Linked DNA regions of Xenopus laevis: region 2 is linked to region 1. The links are chromatin contacts, called in public Hi-C maps. All regions are on one chromosome and are shown on one strand. Each heading gives the region's core, a stretch centred on a gene start, on an enhancer-like site or on the middle of the called end of the contact. The rest is flanking DNA. Distances are from core to core; before and after follow the strand shown.

What was found. Hi-C and Micro-C count contacts between places; a contact is called where the count stands out from the background.
Region 2: a Hi-C map of the XTC cell line shows a contact between it and region 1, with 4 times the contacts expected there. The contact joins two enhancer-like sites. A contact is called at or near these places in 2 of 4 Hi-C or Micro-C datasets (the XL177 cell line and the XTC cell line).

The regions. Positions count from the first base shown.
Region 1 is chr4S:93,456,548-93,462,496 of Xenopus_laevis_v10.1, reverse strand. No RefSeq gene overlaps it. Among protein-coding and RNA genes, the nearest start is that of atf7ip.S, 23 kb to the left of the region's middle. Within about 2 kb of position 1,711, at least 5 of the 7 cell types and tissues checked have an H3K27ac peak or open chromatin away from gene starts, as enhancers often do.
Region 2 is chr4S:93,538,221-93,543,521 of Xenopus_laevis_v10.1, reverse strand. atf7ip.S (activating transcription factor 7-interacting protein 1) reads right to left here. Exons shown (of 16, transcript XM_041561581.1): 7 at 4,987-5,066. Among protein-coding and RNA genes, the nearest start is that of atf7ip.S, 58 kb to the right of the region's middle. Within about 2 kb of position 3,316, at least 1 of the 7 cell types and tissues checked has an H3K27ac peak or open chromatin away from gene starts, as enhancers often do.

The sequences.
Region 1 (5,949 bases), core at 462-2,961:
TAAAGGAAAGCTTGTGTGTCATGAGAAGTCCCAGAGTGCAATTAATGGGCAAAATCTAATAAGAACATCAGTTCACGTGAGGAAATCACACCTAAGTGATACTGTATATACAGTAATACAGCTACCCGGTGTTGCAGGTCTGTATACTAGTGTATAGATATATTTTTCCTTCATTTTTCAGACATAATTCCATTTACTGAATCCCCCCAAACGTATTAATATATTTATTCTGAATAAAATTCTCCTACGATGTATATTGATTCCATATTCTTTAACGCAGCTTAGTATACCTAGTCCTGCCTTCTGACTAGGCTGACATGATTGCTTTTCTTTTTTTGGAGCTTCTGCGCTATTGGCAATGTTTACACTTAGAGAGCCCTCTACTGGCTACTCACGGAAGCCTTGTCAGGCATTACTTAGTTAGCTGACTTCTATCAATGTAGCCCCTCCCTCCCCAGCTACAACGCTCCTCCAGCATGAAGTATACTGTGGCAAAAAGGCAGAAACATTCCATCACTCTCTCTATGATTTTCACATTTGCATCCCATGTGATAATTGCCTTATTTATTATCTAGATTGCAAGTTCTCTGGGCCCTCTTACCTCAATTCTCTATTTATGTTTGTCCCACCTCTTTTGTTTCTGTTTTTATTCCTACTCCTGCTACCTCCAAAGGAACATAAAAAAAAAAGATTGTACACTTTTTCTTTTTCTTTCACTTGCCCTACGCATTTCGACCAATACAGGTCTTCAACAGGGGCAAGAAAATACAAAAACAGCAAAAAAAGGCAAGGGAACAACAGCACAGGCCCTGCTCAGCTTTCAGCACTAGAATCCAGATGCAATAAAAAGTATTGCAAAACAGTTGCTCCCTATGTTACCAAACTATACACAATAAGGCGCAATTGTACACTATATTTTATTTATAATCTCTAATGTCGTTTGCTTTTCATTTTCATGAATTAGAAGAACCACGAGTCACCCAGTGACCACAATTATCCTTTAAAAATGTGCTTGGGGGTTTTTGAGTGGGAATTGCAGGTTCCAGGCAAGCTGCTGCACTTCTAAGGAGTATGAATTGGAAGATATCTGGGATGGGTAGTAGAACTTTGATCATTGCGCTTCCACTACTATCTTTATTATTCATTCAAAGTGAAAAAGGTACAACCCTGTGTAAATAAATGTATAAATATGTACAAATACTGATATTTCATTGTATCCCATGGCCAAAAACAATGATCGACCATGAGGGCTTGCCATGCTACAAACAATGAATCCTGTATATTATGGAGTCAGCTAATGTGCAGAGAGAGGGCAAAGCTTTGTGCATTGCACACGTTCCTTGTCTGTCCTCGGTGGGGGGTTGGGCTCAGCATCTTGTTATTTTCCCGCACTATGAGGAAAAGGCTCTGTGCTTTGCACACGGTCCTGATCTGTATATGGTGGTGGGGGGAGGGGTTGGTGCCTTGTTATTTTCCACAGTGCAGAGGGAGGACAGTGCTTTGCACACTGCACACGTTCCTAAATTGTACATGGTGGGGGAGGGCTGCTTGTGCTCTCTTTTCCACATTACTGATCATTTACATGGAGTTGCTGCTATGTAAGGAGAAACATATTGCCAATCTGTTCATGATGCCAGATACTCTGAGTTCTTATGTGTATATACTGGGGCAGTGTGCATTTTCAAGCCAAAATCCACTCCATGTGTCTGCCCCCAGGGTGAAGCACTTACTATGGCTACAGACACACCGGAGAGAGGATCAGGGTGTAGAGACAGATTCTCAGCCTGTACTTTTACACAGTTCAAGAATCTGCCCCATGTGGCAGTAATTGGATGCTATGAGTAACTTTGGGTACATTTTTGCCCCTATGTCTATAAATCAGGTTTCCTGATGAGTATATGGCCAGGCTCAGATTTGTGGAGATGCCGCAGAGGTCTGGGCCTAGGGCAGCATATGGAAAAGTCCCAGCACTGGCAAAGTAGGAAATGTATACACGCTCGGGGTGGGGGTTTCCCCAAAACTTTAAATCCGGTCCTTTTTATGGTTGGAGGAAACTAAGTGCTATTTATTTACTTTGCATGGTACAGGCAGGGCTGAATTTACATAGCAGATGCCCCTAGGCCTGCTGCCTGTCCCCTCCTCTTCCTTTGGGCAAATGTGCAATTTTTCAGTATTGGATCTGGAGTACTGGGGTTTGGAAAAACTATTGTATCTCCTGCAAATCCCCAGTGCTTCCGAACCAATGCGGGTGTGGTTGGGCGGCGTGCCACCATCCTAAAATCAGCCGCCCTAGGCCTGGGCCTTCGGGGCCTTTCCACAAATCTGGGCCTGGGTGCAGGACTTTACAGTTTCGCACAGCACATATCTCTGGTTTGTTCTGAAAATAATTTCCAGCAACATTTTGCCACTATGTGATCTGGTCACATTTGCCAAAAAGGCCATGCTGCTTCACACCCTCCATCCATGAAATGCCAGATTATTATTGCCATTTTGTTCTGCAACCATAACTTATTTAAGAAGTGCAAAAAAACTAGCTATTTGAACAGACAGCTTTGCACTGAGCTTGGTGGTATGGGGGTAGAGAACGACTTGATAACAGATGTAATGGACCTCTGTACAAGTTGTGATGTACATATACAACTAGTAATAACCGCAGACCTGACATGTTGGGGGCTATGGCGCTCATGTTCCTAGAAAGGTAAAAATGAACACATAAATAATGAAAGTGAGTATTGGGTGAGGACCTGCCACTTACAAGGGGAGAGAAGGGCTATTTGTACAAATAACTGATTTACACGTGCATATGGAGGCTTATTTGTATCATTCCACCTATTAGCTGCATGTGGGGGGGGTCTCTCTGGGGGGCAAATTCACTAAGCGCCGAAGCGCCAAACGCTAGCGTTACTTCGCTAGCGTTTGTCATTTTCGTTACTGCGCAAATTCACTAACGAACGCTGGCGTAGATTCGCTAGTGTTACTTCGCACCCTTACGCCTGGCGAATTTTCGCTACGGACGTAACTTCGCAAATTCACTAACGCGCGCAGTTTACTGAACGCTACCTTTTACGCTAGACTTCCTTCGCCACCTCAGACCAGGCGAAGCGCAATAGAGTAGATAGGGATTGCTTCAAAAAAAGTCAAAATTTTTTCTAAGTCCCAAAAAACGCTGGCGTGTTTTCTACATTATGGGTGATAGGCTGAAAAAGATCAAAAATGTTTTTGGGCCTCCCCTCCTTCCCCCCTACCTGACTCATGGCAACTTACCTATACAGTGGGCACATGTGTAGGGCAAAATAAAATTTTTATTTTATGTTTTGAAGGTTTCCCAGGCATTTGTAGTGATTCTACGTATTCCTCCATTGAAATTTGAATTTGGCGCTGTATGCAAATTAACCATCGCTAGCGTAACTTCGCTTCGCGAATCAACGCTAGCGCAACTTCGCAACCTTACGCTACCCCTGAGCGCAACTTCGGATTTTAGTGAATTTGCGAAGTGCGGCGCAGTTACGCCTGGCGCAACTACGAATCTTAGTGAATTTGCCCCATATGACTTTGTGGTGTGTAAGAGGTGCACATGTATCACTGTTCTGTGTGTAACAGAGTTAGAAGCTATTTGTTTGTATTGCCAATGTCTAGGAACAGCTTGAGTGTGGGAGGCAATGGGGAATTAAAATGCATAAGTCATTAGACTCCCTATCCATATTGCTTTTATATGATCCCCGGAACATGTTGCAGTCCTTACCTCGGGTTGCCACCTTTTCTGAAAAAAAGACTTGCCTTCCTATATTTTTATCCTTCTGTAATATTAATTATATTGGCATTATGCATCATTTGTATTCTTTTCAAGCATGCTGCAACCTGCTCCTTTTAACAGCTAATATGTACAACACTGGAATATATGTATTTTATGCGCATTTACTGGTATTTGTACTGCCTTGTTTGCCCTCCTTGTCTCACATTTTAGTTTTCATTATTTACATGAATCTGAATGATATTCAGATCTTCATTTGAATTTGTTCTTAATCAATGTGCTAATGTTATACAGAAACCTCATCAAAAAATTTCCCTTTTAATTAAAAAAGTAAAGAAATGACATGAAATAAAAATGCACTGTTTTTATATCATTTTAAAATCTATGACAATCCTTTATCTGTTTTAGAAAGTAGGGTATTCGACTTTCATTCTGTTGGACTATCTGTCCCAAGTCAAGAATATATATTATCTATACACCAATTCAACTCTCTGACCTGAGAATGAATTATTTACAGTTTGGGGCAGATTTATTAAGGGTCGAATAGTAAATTTTTTGGTGTCAATGGTCTTTTGAGCCATTTGGAGATTTTAATAGCCGTCGTCTTTCGAAGAAAAACACGATTCGAATTTTCAGGTCAGAACTACTGTATTTGATCAAATATTAGACATTGGAATTTTTTCTTAAATAACCTCCCAGTGGAATTGTGAGTATATTCGAATGTATTAGAGTAAATAAAAATTCAGATGAATTTGAAATTCGACCTATGATAAATGGGTCTCCCCGTGTGAGAAAGTGGCATAAGTAGTAAATACTGGGTCCCAGCAGAATCATTCTAGGCCTTTGTTAACTTTTGTTAACTAAATGGTAAACTGCCTGTTATCTAGTGGCCCAATGGGCCACCTAACGTTAGTGGGCTTCCCATCTTCCTCTATAGTTACACTTTGATGAGAAATAAAACATAGGATGCAAACACAACAATAAAAAATATGAGTTTTGCTTGTGCAAAATATCAATAACTTATATGCCAATAAAAAGTAATATTTTTTTATTTTTTTAGTATAGGAGAGCATTTTTCAGACTGCAGGAACAAATTCTTTCATTGACTCACCTCCTGCTGTGACTTAGAGAAATGCTGTACAGGTTTCCAATAAGCAAGTCAGCCAAACAAAGGGTAACTCAGTCCCATTTAGGCCAGAACATTCCCTATCATAAATTCTAATATAAAGCTGACTTATTCTTTATGCTATTACACAATCTTTCCTACTGGGTACAAACAACACGTGAAGAAGAATAGTAACTGAGAACTGTGCTCTTGAACCTTTATGTCTATCACAGTCCTGTCCATTGCCATTGTAGCTAGAATCTGGTTGTATAGACCCTGGGGGTCTATTGTTTATCAAAGAAAATCTCCCTAATTCAAACTCACACGTGGTCTTCCTGTTCACATCACTGTAGTTTGATGAAGCATTTAGAGACGTCTAATACAGAATACAATTCTGAGGGCAAACAATTAGATTTGCAGCTGCAGAAATGTTCTGCATTAAAAATCCTAACCACATTTTACTTTAAAAAAAAAAAAAAATTTACGGATTTATTTTATGATAAAGATGAAATAATTTCCTGGTCACTTTTAAAACAGTGCCCTCTGCTGGCGATCTAGAGAAAAATGATAGATTCTTGTGGGAGTTATAGGGTAGAACTTTTCAGTTCCTTCTTTAAATCTGATTTGAAGAAGGAACTGAAATGTTTTGAAAGCTTGCTGTGATTATCATCTTTGTTAGCCAATAAAGGTATCACCTTTGCACCACTTTAGTTATGCTTCATAAAAAACAGTTCTGCCCTATAACGTTTTCAACCAAAACCCCTTATTATGAAAAATAAGCCTGGCTGGTCAATTGTAGTTCCTTTATAGAAAGCAATTTATATTTAGGTTTTGTGTGGCTGCAGTGCCACCAAGGTGACATTTTTGTTGGGAGAGGCTGCCAGTAGATGACTTTCTATATTATATATTAATATACATATTATTAGTAGTAGTAGTAGTATTATCTGGCTTTGTGTGGGCACTGGCTGGATACACTCAATGTACAAGGAAGCCTATTATTGAGCTGTTACTTAGGAAACAACAATGTTCCCAAGCAAAGACATTTCCATTTTTACTCAACACATGCAGGAAAATGTAAACAATTGATGGAATT
Region 2 (5,301 bases), core at 2,067-4,566, 79 kb before region 1:
TCCTGACGAATCTGGTAGCATTGGAATGGGAGGAAAGATGTAGGCAAGCTGGAATCGCCATGGTATAGTCATGGCATCGATCCCCTCTGCCTGCGGGTCCCTGCATCTGGCAAAAAACCTTGGTGTCTTCCTGTTGAATCGTGAAGCCATGAGGTCGACCTCTGGCTGTCCCCACCTATGAACCACCATGTTGAATACTTCTGGGAGGAGCTCCCACTCTCCTGGATCTAGATGGTGCTGACTGAGGTAGTTTGCTTCCCAATTGAGAATGCCTGGAATGTGCACGGTGGAAATCTCTGTGACCCTTCTGCCCAAGATAGGATCCTCTCCACTTCTGACCATGCTTCGAGTTCCCCCTTGGCAATTTATATATGCGACTGCAGTCGCATTGTCTGTCTGCACCCGTATCGTGAGACCCGTTAGAAGGTCCTCCCAGTGTCGCAATGCTTGATAGATTGCTCAAAGTTCTAACACGTTTATGGTCAGTTTGGACTTCACGGGAGACCATTGTCCCTGGGCCGACCTTTGCTCGAACCTTGCCCCCCATCGGGAGAGGCTGGCGTTGGTGGTGAAAACTGTCCACTGTATTTCCCCCCACCGTCGGCCCCTGCCCAAATTTAGAGGGTTCATCCACCACTGCAGGGCCTGCAGAGTCTCTTGGTCCAATGTGATACTCTGATTTAGCGCAGAATGCACAATTGGAGAGGGCGCAAGTGAAACTGTGCAAATGGAACTGCTTCCATGGTTGAAACCATGAATCCCAGGCCTTGCATGGCACGGCGCACTGATGGAGCTCTGGTCTGTATGAGCTGTTGGGCAAGGCATCTCATTTTTCTCTGCTTCTCCTGAGGTAGAACTCTCTGGGAACATGTGTTCAGAATTAGTCCCAGAAACTGCATCACCTGTGTGGGAAATAGGAAGGATTGGTTCCTGTTGATCAACGACCCGAACTGTTCCAACTTCTTGTTGGTGATTGCCAGATGACTCTGGGCCTCCTCTAGAGACGCCACCTTCACTAGAATGTCGTCTAGGTATGGCGTGGTGGATATGACCTGAAGGCGCAGGACCACCGTCATTGCTGCCATGATCTTGGTGAATACCCGCGGAGCCGAAGATAGGCCGAAGGGAAGGGCCATGAACTGATAATGCTGTTGTAGAAAGGCGAACCTCAGGAATCTGTGATGTCCTGGCCAGATGGGCACATGCAAATATGCATCCTGGATGTCCAAGGAAATTCGTCTTTGCTCAGAGATCTTATAATGAATGGATGGTCTCCATACGGAACCGCCGATATTTGATGAACTTGTTCAGGGCCTTTAGATCCAAAACTGGGCAAAATGCCCCATCCTTTTTGCATACTATGAACAAGTTGGAATAGAAGCCCTGGAAGAGTTGGTCCTCTGGAACCGGAACGATGACCCCCGCTTGGAGTAGTCCTGAAACAACATTGAGGAAGGCTTCTTTTTTCGGGCTTCTTGGTGTGACTCTTGAGAGAAATAAACTAGCTGGTGGGCGAGATTGAAATTCGAGTTTGTATCCTTCTGCCACCAGTTTGTGAACCCAAGTGTCTGACACGTTGTCGAGCCACACCTCCCGGAACCGACGCAAGCGTCCCCCCACCACCTGATTCAGCACCGGAGGGTCTGTCCCGTCATTGGGATGAGGACTTGTCAGGGGTAGGTTTTTGTTGGTTCTTGCGAGGCTGCCATCCTTGTCAGTTCTTGTGCTGGAACCTGCTCTTGGAACGCGATGATGAGGGAGGTGATGATCATTTCAACAAGCTAAACCCTTGGCTTCGAAAAAACCTCCCACGTCTTTGACCGGTGTAGGATCGAGACTTGGGCTGAGGCAGCAAGGTGCTTTTCCCCCCGGTTGCCTGTGAGATCATTTTCTCCAGCTCGTCCCAAAATAAGCGCTTGCCCTTAAATGCCATGGACGTTAGGGCCTTCTTAGAGCTGAGATCGGCCGTCCAGTGTTTGAGCCATAGTGCTCTGCGTGCCGCCACTGCAGTTGCCGATGTTCTGCCCGACACCTGTAGGGAGTCAAGGAGCGCATCTCCCAGGAAGGTGTTAGCGTCCACCATCTGGGCAGCCAAGAATGATAATTCCGCCCGAGGAGCGTTGTCTTTGAGTCCGTCCAGCAGCTTCCGGGGTCCAATCCGCCATTGCCCTGCTGACCCATGCTGTGCAATTTCTGGTCTGAATGTAGAGCCCGCGGAAGTAAAAATTGAGCGTAAAAATCCCTCCAAGTGCTTGTCGGTGGGATCTTTGAAGGCTGCAGCGTCTGGAACAGGAAGTGCTGTATTCTTAGATAGACGCAAAACCGGGGCATCGATGGCTGGTGGAACCCACTTCTCGTGAGGTCCTTGGAAAAAGGATAAGAGCGCAAAAACCTGCGGGAGGGTTGAAACTTTTTCTCAGGAGAATCCCATTCCCCTTGGATGATCTCCCCCAGCTGATCGTGAAATGGGAACTCGGCACTTAAATGGGCCCAGGGCTCTCCCTCACTGAGCTCTGAGTCAGCTATGTCATTGGCTGATTCCCCTGATGATGTAGGCAGAGGAGCCTTTCTCTTGCTCGATGCCTTCCTGTGTTTAGCCTGAGGCTGGGCGGATAGTTGGGCAACAAACTTGTCCAAGGAAGTGGATAGGTTTGCAATTCCCCTAGCCAAGGATTGGGACAGTTGCAGTGCCCAAGGTGGGGAACTATCCCCCATAGTGCTAGGCTGGGAAGTTGTAGACCCTGCAGAGCCCCCGGCAGTAGTGAGAGCAGGGGTAGAGTCTCTAGGAGCTATAACCTCTGGAGCTATGTCGGGATTTAAATTCTCCCCTGACGCTGTGCAGGCTCTGCAGAAAGGGCCCTCCTGACCTTTAGCAAATTTGGCGTTGCACGAGGCACAGGCAAGGTAGGTTACAGAGGCAGAGGCCTTAGTCTTCCCTCCCCTGGGAAACATGTTCCCTGTAGCTGTGCCCTTAAGTTATCAATTAATTAATTAATTAATTAATTAATAGCACCTGACTTGTGCCCAAGAAGGATGGAGGAGACCTGGTGCTGCCACCCCGCCGAGAGGAGAAACCTTGTGGCTCCAATGCGCCTGTGAGGCTGCTTAGCCTTCCTTTAGGAGTGCTCTGGTTCCGCGCCTCACAGCAAGTTAAGCTGCAGAAAAGAACTTTCGGTAAGGAGCGCACCAATTGAGGCACCCGCCCCGGAAGCCGCATCAGAATGGCGCGAATTCCAGTACAGAAGAGACATCGCACAGGTCCCGTCCCTCCTGACGGAGGTAAAATTGTTCCGTTTGGGCAACTGGTGAAAAGGGGGCAGCTGCCGTGAGGGGAGGGAGCGCAATTATGCAGTCGGTAAAGTAAGCCAGTAGCCTACTTACCTGGATATTCCCTGCGATGTGTGGCCATCTACGGGGAAGCTAGCTCCCCCTCCGGAGCCTCTCTGTGTTGCCAATCTTTGGTCCTTGCCATGTAGGTGGAAACCAGATGGATTGGATGGTCGGCTTAGTATAAGGCTTACAAACCTCAGCAGAGGATCCCGCAATGGGGGCTAACCCTGGAGTACAGGAATGTTCCTGACTCCGGTCTCACCTCGCGTGTCAACGCTAGCAGTTGACCGTAGTCAATCCTTTCGTGGGCCCTACCTCCTTGGAAGCAAGACACTGAAATGTGGGCGTTAAGCATGAGGAGTATATAGGAGGGGGAAAGAGGAGTCCAGCTTTTTTGATCAGGGTCCTGCCTCCTGAAGGGAGGCACTTAACCCCGTGGTTCCTGTGTCCCCCGAGGCCGTAAAAGAATTATACATTTACTGCACATAATTAACAGGAGGGTAAAGGGGATATCTACATAGCCATTAGTACTTTACCCATATTTTTGAGTTCAGTGAAAAAGGCTTCTGCTAAAGCCAGTTTTGCCAAAAGTTTTTAAATAAGAAAAATCTTGTGTTGTATTATTTGCTTTTGTTCTTGAAGATAGAAAGTCCTGCACAATTGTTTTCGGATTATCTGTAAGCCAAAACCGTCACAACAAAGAGGTGATTGGAGTACTAACTCGGAAAATTACAGGGGAAGGTAATGATGGTAAAACCTAAACAACTCTCCATTGTTGCTTTACAATTAAACAAACAAAATGGGTTTCCTACCCAAAATAAAATTAGACATTAAAGAACAGAGATTCAGTTGGTTTTTTAGATATTGAAAAAGCAGTTCAACAATATGTAGCATAACACCTTATTTATAAAGAAACAAAGGTTACGCATTCTCAACAGAAGGAGGAATTGGAGGGCTCAGATTACCATCCCTATCGCCATTTTGTTCCCTGTGTCATTCTATGCTGGTTGATGTTAACAGTTTAAAAGAATAGCAGTTGATTTCCATGGCTATCCTTCAATACACTACACATTGAAAACAAAGCAAGCATCACACTACAGGAAGGCATAAGTACGTTAAGTGTGAACTGCATTCCAAATGGGTTAGCTGAAATTGCTTAAAAAGCTCAAATGAGTATTTACAGTTATGTTCAGCATAATAGCAGTGTGTTTATATAAGTGAATAAAGCTCAAAATCCTTATCATAGTTTTTATTTCCATACACACAAATGCATTAGGAATACTGTATATTCTATTTCAAATCAAAATATAAAGAAAACTTTATAACATTTTTGTTATTGCTTTAATAATTCACAGAATTATTGACCTCACTAATTGAACTCCACACTGCTATTATTTGGAACAAGCTATTTTGAACACATTTCAGTTAATGCCTTAGTAAATGATTCAATTACACAGAATCAGCAGCATGCATGTCATGACTGTTGGTTTTCTATTACTCTACTACACCTACTAGTAAAATATTTGCCACGTAGAAATATAAACAGTGACTGATCAGGTTAGTGGTCGGACTGCTATTATTCTGAACACAGCTATACTTACAGATTTAAGAGCTGTTTATTTGGCCCAATGCAGATTTTTACAACTCTTTACTCACCTGTAGTTCACGGAATTATTGCCAGTTGAAGCTTCATTTGCACCTTTTCCTGGGGATGCAGGGAGGACCGTTGCAGATTGCTTTGTCAAAGTGAGAAATGCAAAAAAAATAAATTATAAGGATATAGGCAATTAAAGTGGAAAAAAATGAATAAGATGGCAAATATAAGATAGCATCTAACCATGTACAATAAAACTGGTATTAAAGTACATTTTTCTTACACTAATACACTAGGTCTGGTATGGGATCTGTTATCTTCCATAGATTATATTAATCAAATAAATCAATTATTTCCCTTTTCTCTGCAATAATAAA